Regions from separate parts of the Zea mays genome. Here regions 1 and 3 are each linked to region 2. Evidence: chromatin contacts called from public Hi-C data. All regions are on one chromosome and are shown on one strand. The core of a region is the stretch at or near the end of the contact, and the rest is flanking DNA. Distances in the headings are between cores, read along the strand shown. Region 1 overlaps LOC103632498 (protein ENHANCED DOWNY MILDEW 2). Region 2 has its middle 6.7 kb from the start of LOC103632499. Region 3 holds the start of LOC103632502 (DNA topoisomerase 6 subunit B).

Region 1 (2,700 bases), core at 36-2,535, 180 kb after region 2:
AATGCTAGAGATTATTTGGACTATAAAAATCAAATGATTTTTTATAAAATATTTAATTATGAAATGCTCACTAAAAAACATGAGCATTATAGTGGGGGTGTTCTTTATGCTAATTGTGATCGAGATTTTAGCTCTGTACCTACTATCTCACTCATAAAAAAGATTGTTGCGATCACTACGATATTTCGCAATTTCATTTGTGATTATTCTAGTGGTTGACTAAAGCAAATTTTATTACAACGAACGCATTTCATGATTATGTGGCAACATCCTTATCTTGCATCAAACTAGATATAATGATCATATAATATTTTTGTGATAAAAACTATGTTTGTAATTATTTATATTTGATAATTTATATTTACAAAAAATAATTATATGACTCTTTATCCATGATAAACATATAAACACCGAAACCAAAGATAAACATGACTTCTCACTTAAACAAAAAACACTAAGGGCTTGTTCGGTTAGGGGTGGATTGAGGGGGATTGGAGGGGATTAAATCCCCTTCTATACAAATTTAAATAGGAGGGGATTTAATCCCCTCCAATCCCCCTCAAACCCCTTCAAACCGAACAAGCCCTAAGGTGTCAATCGGTTGTTTAGGATTAGTGGATCGAAACGATTTCTAACCGGATTGCTTCTCTAATTTATATAAACTTGAAACGATTCCGGACGCAATCCAACGCAAACCAACAAGACCTAATTTAGAAAGTTACACTTCAATAAAAAAATACCGGCCTACCAGGTCCCAAATCGACCAAGCCGGTTCTGTCGGGCTCAGGTTAGCCTCTCATAGCAGGACGCGCAGAGGAACCGGCCTGATCGAGTTCTGCGGAGGGCAGCATCTTCTCACCCACTCGTCCTTTTTTCTCATCGACAGACCCAAACGTATAGTATTAAACTTTGGCACGGTACAACGGTTTTGGAATTGTATTCCTAATATACTAACATAGACCAAACATACTCTTGTAAATACGCTCATAAACAGAAATCCAGAGCAAACAATAGGATTGAAGCCTACACTTCTGTATTTGTAGGAATTGAAGTCTACACTTCTGTATTGGTAGACACAGGTGATGTCTTCGTCGAAGGCGCCAGGAAGAAACGACTAGTAGGATCCAAAAAGTTAGGCCGTAGATAGGTTGTAGGCTCCACCGGACTCAAGAAATCGGTTGCACTTTTGCTGGTCAAATCTGAGGACCAAGTTCCAGCGATCAGTGATGAGGCCACCCGCCACCGGAAGAGCCAGGTTGTCCGAACGGGTACTGCTCAGGCAAGGAGCTCCTCGATCTTGTTGTGTTCGTTCCATCGAGGGACGGCGCATACCTGTCAATAACTGAGCGCTGTGTTCCAGTCGGACCCGAAAGCCCATACGAATACCTGTCCATTACTGAGCCTCGTTGTGAACTTGCACCTGAGAGCCCAAAAGGGGGAACAGTTGGAGCTGGTTGGCTAACGCGAGCACCTGAAGATCCAAGGGAGTATCTTGCCGAGAGGTAATTATCAGCAACCGTTCCACCATGCAGTCTTGAATCTGTTGCTAGTGGGACCATACTAGCTTGTGGGTTACTGTCACCACCAATTTGTCCATATCTTGCACTGTATCCTGGCATAAGCACATCAGCATTAGCGTTTAAATCTTCTGAGCTCGGATGCCTGTAAAAGCTGCCATCTCCTTTAGACCACGGATCACTGTTTGGAGCAGTAATATACGGCTTGGTCACTTCTTCGATGCTGGAGCCCCTCATCCTTGAGCTATCATCAATGTGACTGAAGATAGGATCATTTTTCCTCTTAAATCCATCACAGTATTCCTCTTTGATTGCCAAATAACTGTCATGATTTGGAACCCTATTGAGCACAGAGTCACTAGGTTCTTCTGCCAAAAGGTGAGCATTCGTATCCAAGTGTTCAATTGGTCTCGTCAGGGAATAGCTCATGGGTTTGCTTCGAGCATTGCAACTGACTGGGGGTGAGATACTCATGTCAGAATCCCCTCCTCTAGACCTCATGTTTGGCATCCCTGCTGCAGTTTGCTCGTAGTTGTACTGCGCGCTCTTTTTTTCATTATGAGCAATCTTTTTGCTAGGAATAACTCTTGTTTCCTCATATGCAACTTCCACTTGCTTTTCAGGGGGGAGGCTCTCTGTGTGATCAGGTGTCCCCTTGCTGCTCCTGTTGTCATGTCTCCTCCTGTTGTATCTGCCAATCTTTCTATCTTTTCCAGAATGCGACATGACTTTGCTGGAAGCTTCAGGTTCTTTCTTCACTGGGAGGTTATCTGGTATATTAGCCTTTTTCACATGGTGTTCTATCTTCCCTAGAGTTCTCTTCTCTTCTTCAGATCTTGCTTGCTTCCTAGCAGAACCATCATCAAGTAGATTGGACATTCTGTCATTGAATGGAGTCTCTTTCCCTGATCTCGAGTTCAGTTTGTTTGTAGCATCAGATTGTTTCCTCACGGACAGGTCATCTGATAGATTACTCTCTTCAACATGGCAAGCTATCTTCCCCATACAAGTATGACCATGCTCTTCAGCCACTTGCATGTGCTTCTTTGTCCAACCAGGATGACTCCACAAATAGAGGGGTGGCGCAGATGCATTCCACCCTTCAACTATTTTATCATTAAGATCCACAGAACCAGGCAAATAGAAGGACTGCCAATTTCAAGAAAGGTATTAGGTCAAACAA
Region 2 (2,700 bases), core at 26-2,525:
TAGAGATCCTATTTTAATCAAATTATAATTATAGATAGATTAATATTGATTGGGAGAGTTAATCTAACAAACAACAATTTTCCAATTATAAAATTATGCGATAAGCGATATGATAAAAATAATGTTGTTCCTGCGTAGACATTGTTATTACGAAGCTAACGCAACTGGAACAAATTAATTTGGACTTATATCGAAGAAGTTATTGATTTCAAAGTTTATACACAGAATAATTGATAAGGGCTAATCTGCAAATACTAGGGATTGAACTGTAATTGTATTCTACATGAGAGGGATGACGGGTTTATTTCACAAAAGGCTGCTTTTTATTAATTTGCACACGCCGAAGGGGTATGGTACAATCTGCGATCAAAATCCGACGACCATGGTATAAAATTCCCTCCATTAAACCTTACTCGCACATTGCTGATTTACGCTCCAGATCGAATCTAGCCGAACATGTATGCTTGGCCTAATCCCAACCGTGCAACACTAGATCCATGGCAAAGGCCATCACCTTCTACCTCCAGACGAAACTGTGCTCCGACGCCTGGCTTACCACAGAGGCCGTGGTTGGAGCCGTTCGTCCACCATTGCCGCACCCAAATCACGCATGTATCTACGCGCAAGAATAAAAAGGGGCTAGGCGAAGAAGGATGGCTCACCGTAAGCAATGCAGCAACGAAGCCCGACGTGTCCGAAGGAGACGACCATGGTTAACGCGTCAGCCGATGCTCACGAGGGCAGCGCGGGAGGGGGGAAATCCGGCTAACTCCACCACGGCCCCAACAAAACTCTAGAGATTCCCTTGGAGTGGGACGAAGAGCTAGAATATGTACTCTATCTCTCTCTCAATATATATACAGAGATAATACCGTACGTTCTAGACGACATACAGATGATCAGAGCCATGGCGGAGCAAGGGAGTAGCACGACGGAGTTTGACGCTCGGCCTCACATTTATTGGCGTCGTTATTCTGTTGGCCTAAGGCTTGCATTGGCACGGTGACATGGATGGAGGTTCATGGGGTAGGCCATAACTCGTATAAATACCCAGGATGAGAGGAGTCCAAGGCGGTGTAACAGATCATGAGCAAGAATCCCAGACGGAGAGATATCCGACCGAAGTCTACGAGAGATACCCGACCGAAGTACGTGCACCAGAAAGCGGGAAGGAGACGAGCCCAGCATGCCACCAGTCGATCGTGTGAACCGGCCAATGGGCACCGGTGGTCAGTGCTCGCGACTATCACGTGTCAAGCGAGCCAGAGAGGCCAGGTAAGGCGTGTTCACGTGAGAAGAAAAAAACTAGATGATGTCACTCATGCATCAGCGTGACATAGGTAGTATTTTCTCCTCGGCAACAAAATAAATGGAAAACGAAAACGTGATAGAAGGGGACGTGGGCTAGCTTCCATGCTTGGGCCGAGCGGTCTTCAGCGGCATTTTTTTCTTTTGTTATATTCTTTTCTTTTTTTCTTTGTTTTCTATTCTAATTTGAAAGTTCAAATTCAAATTAAATGCACAATTCAAAGACCCATCATGATGCACATTTATTTATTATATTCCTATTTCAAATTATTATTGCTAATTAATTTAATCTCTTACACGGTGGCTTATCTCCATGGTAAGTAAATATTACGCACTCATATAACTAGAGAGAATCCTTTCTTTCTATAGAATTTGGGTGTTACAAGAGGTAACACTTAAATTTGGTAGATATTAGAGAAGTAATTTTATAGCCCCAAATCCAGGGTGTTACAAAAACACTCGACAAACTCTTTTGCCGGTTGTGACACTTAGCAAAAAGGACTCAGTGAACTGTACATCAGCAATGACCTCTTTGTCAAGTACTTCATGTCTGGCATTCGACAAGAAAAGTCACCGTGACGGCGACAAGTGACAATGATGGAGCCTTTGCCGAGTGCCTGCTGGCCTGCCATTCAGCAAAGCAAGCTACAGTGGCCCCCCACGGTAGCCTCTATGCCGAGAGTCACAAGCTCACACTTAGCAAGGCAAGATTCTTTCCCGATTGCCTGTTTGCCTGGCACTCAGCAAAGGAAGCACCAATGGGTCTCTTTGCTAGTGTCTATGCCGAGTGCGCTGGCCGGCACTCGGCAAAGGGAGCTTCTTTGCCGAGTGCTAGGACCACATCACTCGGCAAAGAGGCTTTATCGGTTCCTAGGTGTGCTCTCTTTGCCGAGTGTTGTGATCATTGCACTCGGCAAAGACAATCTTTGCCAAGTGTAACACTCGACAAAGTGACCAAAAACCCTGTTTTTATTTGTTTTTTGTTATTCCATCCAAACAAACAAAAGATATATATCATTGACATCAGATATACATCACAAACTCATCACATGTATCACCAACACCACATATCTGACAAATAGCACCACATCAACAAGTTTCATAGCCCCAAATTTAGGGTGTTACAAAAACACTCGACAAACTCTTTTGCCGGTTGTGACACTTAACAAAGAGGACTCAATGAACTGTACATCGGCAATGGCCTCTTTGTTGAGTACTTCATGTCTGGCATTCGACAAAGAAAAGTCATCGTGACGGCGACAAGTGACGATGATGGAGCCTTTGCCGAGTGCCTGTTAGCCTGCCACTCAGCAAATCAAGCTCCAGTGGGCCCCCACGGTAGCCTCTATGCCGAGAGTAACAAGCTCACACTCAGCAAGGCGAGATTCTATC
Region 3 (2,700 bases), core at 96-2,595, 210 kb before region 2:
CCTTGCAAGTCACTTTGAAAAATGCAGCCTCACCCCGACCTTTTCCTCGAACAGATGGAGCATCCTTAACTTTCTTCCCAAGTGCAGCATTTTTAGCCTGAGATTCTTGGAAACGTGCTTCCTTGGCTAGGCGTTTCTAAGTATTGTGAATCATACAGCTTCATCAGACTTAAAATTATGATAATACAAAGAGGTAAGTTTGTGAAGTCTCACCCCTCTCAACACATCATCCATGGTCAAACTACTACAAACCTAGGTGCTCATCTTACCTCACGAGCCTTTTCTGACTCAAAATCATCATATAGTGCCTCGTCAACACGCTGTCGATCCACTAGCCCAATCATTGTGTTGAACTTGGTCTTCGTGATCTCTTCTCTGACAAAGATATGGCAAAACAAACTTATGGGCACTGTCCCGTACGGCAACATAGCAAAAGACCACAAAGAATACATTTGGGGATTACTTACATTGTAATCTCTATTTCAGGGAGCTCCGATATGGATTCGGCGGAATCAAGGGCATTCTCAACTAGCTCCCGCAACGTGGTGTACAGGGATTTACCAGGCTGACCAGCACCATTACATCAGTATCTCTGTGAAATAATGACTACGATAGTATCTTATAAATTTCCTCCTCAAAAGTGTACTACAACTAGAATGAGTAATATCCTTTAATCATAGTTTTTGTTTGTTTCCCACTGCCAGATGTGGTCTAAGTTTAATCTATAGATAAGAATGTGCTTGAACCAGAAGGAAAATAAAGAAGTGAAATTATCTGTCGACAAGATAACAGGGCATCTCCACACTGATTCTAGCTAAATTTCGCAAACGCACGAAATCTAGCTGTTGCACCCAAATCGGCTAAAAGTCCTTAGAGAACAACTCACATTGTCAAACCCGGCAATGTTCTTGTTCTCAGCGAAGAATTCGGCGGGCGATTCTGCAGCAGAACACCCAGAAAAGATACAAAATGTATAAGATAAACCGACCCAAAGTACTGAAAATCTTAATGAGAAATGGGATCGGGGAGGGAGCTCACTCTGCTTAAGGAGGCTGCTCTCCTTGGCCGACGTCTTGGGGCCGGCGGCCGCCTTCCCCTTCCCCGTTGCCTTCCCCTTGGCCGCCGCCGCCTTGGGAGTCTTCTTCTTGGTCTCGGCAGCGGCGGCAATGGCCTCGTCGTCGGAGGTGTTCATGGCGAGGTCGGATCTAATTGAGACGGTAGCTAGGGTTCGGGTGCAAAATTGGAGAGCGCGATCTCTCAAAAGTCTGAGCCAAATGTGGGTCCGTTTGGGACTTTGGGCGGACTATCGTACCAGATGTATCGAAATGGTCCATAAGAAATTAGACACTCGACATAAATCATGGTTGAAAAAATGGCATTTTTTAAGTAATAATCAATCAACAACGCCGACTTTTACGAAAACTGGTTTTTGCCCGTTTAGGGTGAAAACATCTTCTTGAGAGAAAAATGATGTTTCCAAACTAATGGTTCCACCTAACGGAATTTTATCCAGCTAGGAGCAGCTCCAATAATTATATAAATTTAGCTATCTAAATCATAGATTTAATAAGTTATTAAATAACTTTAGGAGTAAAGAATTATGAGTTCTCTAGTAGTTTTCTAAATATAATTTGAAGTTTTTTTGTATCTATCCACATAAAAAATAAGACACAAATGTGAACAATCATCTCCATTAACTACATAATGCAGTCAACATTTTTGTTTAGTGAGTTGCTAAATAGTTGTCAAATATAGAGAGAAAATGAGGTTAGATAAGAACTGCTAAATTTATAAAACTCGTTTAGAGAACTGTTGGAGAAGAGTTTTTATATTAACTACCTAAATTATTGATTTAGTTTTAGAGAATTATTGCTCTAAAGGGGGTATTTTTTGGGATTATAGTCTACCGAGATCATTTTTGTTTAATTTGTCGGATTATATAATCTGGATAGATTGTAATCCAAAAAAAACACCCCCTAAATTTTAGGTGAAAGTATATATCAATGTGTTGGGACGACTAAGTGCGTGTTTGGCATGGCTCCGGAGTAGAACTCTAAGAAGAAGTTCACTCTAACTCCAGGGTTACAAACTCAATGGAATTTTCAGAGTTGTAGTACAAATTTTTGGAGTACCTGCTTTGCTGCTCCGAAAACTCTAAAAACAACCTAGACGTGGAGTTTAGAGTTATTTAACTGTCACTGGTTATGAGAAACAATTTAAACTCTAGAGCGGAGCTGCTCCACCCAGAGTTTTAGAGTAGAGCTACTCTGAAGTGGAACAGAACCATGCCAAACACGCCCAAGTGACTCTAGCAATCCATTTGAATGGAGAGTTATATTCTATCTTTTTTGTGTATTACTCGCAAGATCCTTCGCTTCTGGTTTATCCAAATTGCACAATTCAAGTATCAAATCATTAAACACCAAAAACTTTCCCTTGCAACCAAGGCCAACCATGTTTTTGTGAGAGCCAAAGCTAGATCTAGTCTCACAAAGGCCAGACACAACAATATTAAACAAATCAAAGTTTGGTTCAACTTCTTCATTGATAATAAAAATATGCACACCAACAGTATCGTCATCACTAACCCTCTGACCACCATGCACCATGGAGTTGAGTAACTGACATGCTGCTTCTACCTCTCCATGGTTAATAAGACCTTCAAGAATCACATTATTATACAATAGAACAACATTGTTG

The links. Hi-C and Micro-C count contacts between places; a contact is called where the count stands out from the background.
Region 1: a Hi-C map of leaf shows a contact between it and region 2, with 3 times the contacts expected there. The contact joins two enhancer-like sites. A contact is called at or near these places in 6 of 25 Hi-C or Micro-C datasets (bundle sheath, ear, endosperm and 2 more).
Region 3: a Hi-C map of leaf shows a contact between it and region 2, with 2.3 times the contacts expected there. The contact joins the promoter of LOC103632502 here to the enhancer-like site in region 2. A contact is called at or near these places in 8 of 25 Hi-C or Micro-C datasets (bundle sheath, ear, endosperm and 3 more).

Annotation. Positions count from the first base shown.
Region 1 is chr7:80,639,591-80,642,290 of Zm-B73-REFERENCE-NAM-5.0, reverse strand. LOC103632498 (protein ENHANCED DOWNY MILDEW 2) reads right to left here. Exons shown (of 19, transcript XM_008654289.2): 19 at 853-2,666. The coding sequence ends at 1,221. Among protein-coding and RNA genes, the nearest start is that of LOC103632498, 43 kb to the right of the region's middle. Within about 2 kb of position 1,285, at least 6 of the 20 cell types and tissues checked have an H3K27ac peak or open chromatin away from gene starts, as enhancers often do. A contact at or near this core is called in leaf, where this site is marked.
Region 2 is chr7:80,815,791-80,818,490 of Zm-B73-REFERENCE-NAM-5.0, reverse strand. No RefSeq gene overlaps it. Among protein-coding and RNA genes, the nearest start is that of LOC103632499, 6.7 kb to the right of the region's middle. Within about 2 kb of position 1,275, at least 16 of the 20 cell types and tissues checked have an H3K27ac peak or open chromatin away from gene starts, as enhancers often do. A contact at or near this core is called in bundle sheath, ear, leaf and 1 more, where this site is marked.
Region 3 is chr7:81,027,204-81,029,903 of Zm-B73-REFERENCE-NAM-5.0, reverse strand. It overlaps LOC103632502 (DNA topoisomerase 6 subunit B), which reads right to left and starts at 1,345. Exons shown (of 19, transcript XM_020541030.1): 1 at 1,039-1,345; 2 at 887-939; 3 at 468-565; 4 at 270-375; 5 at 2-136. The coding sequence starts at 1,192.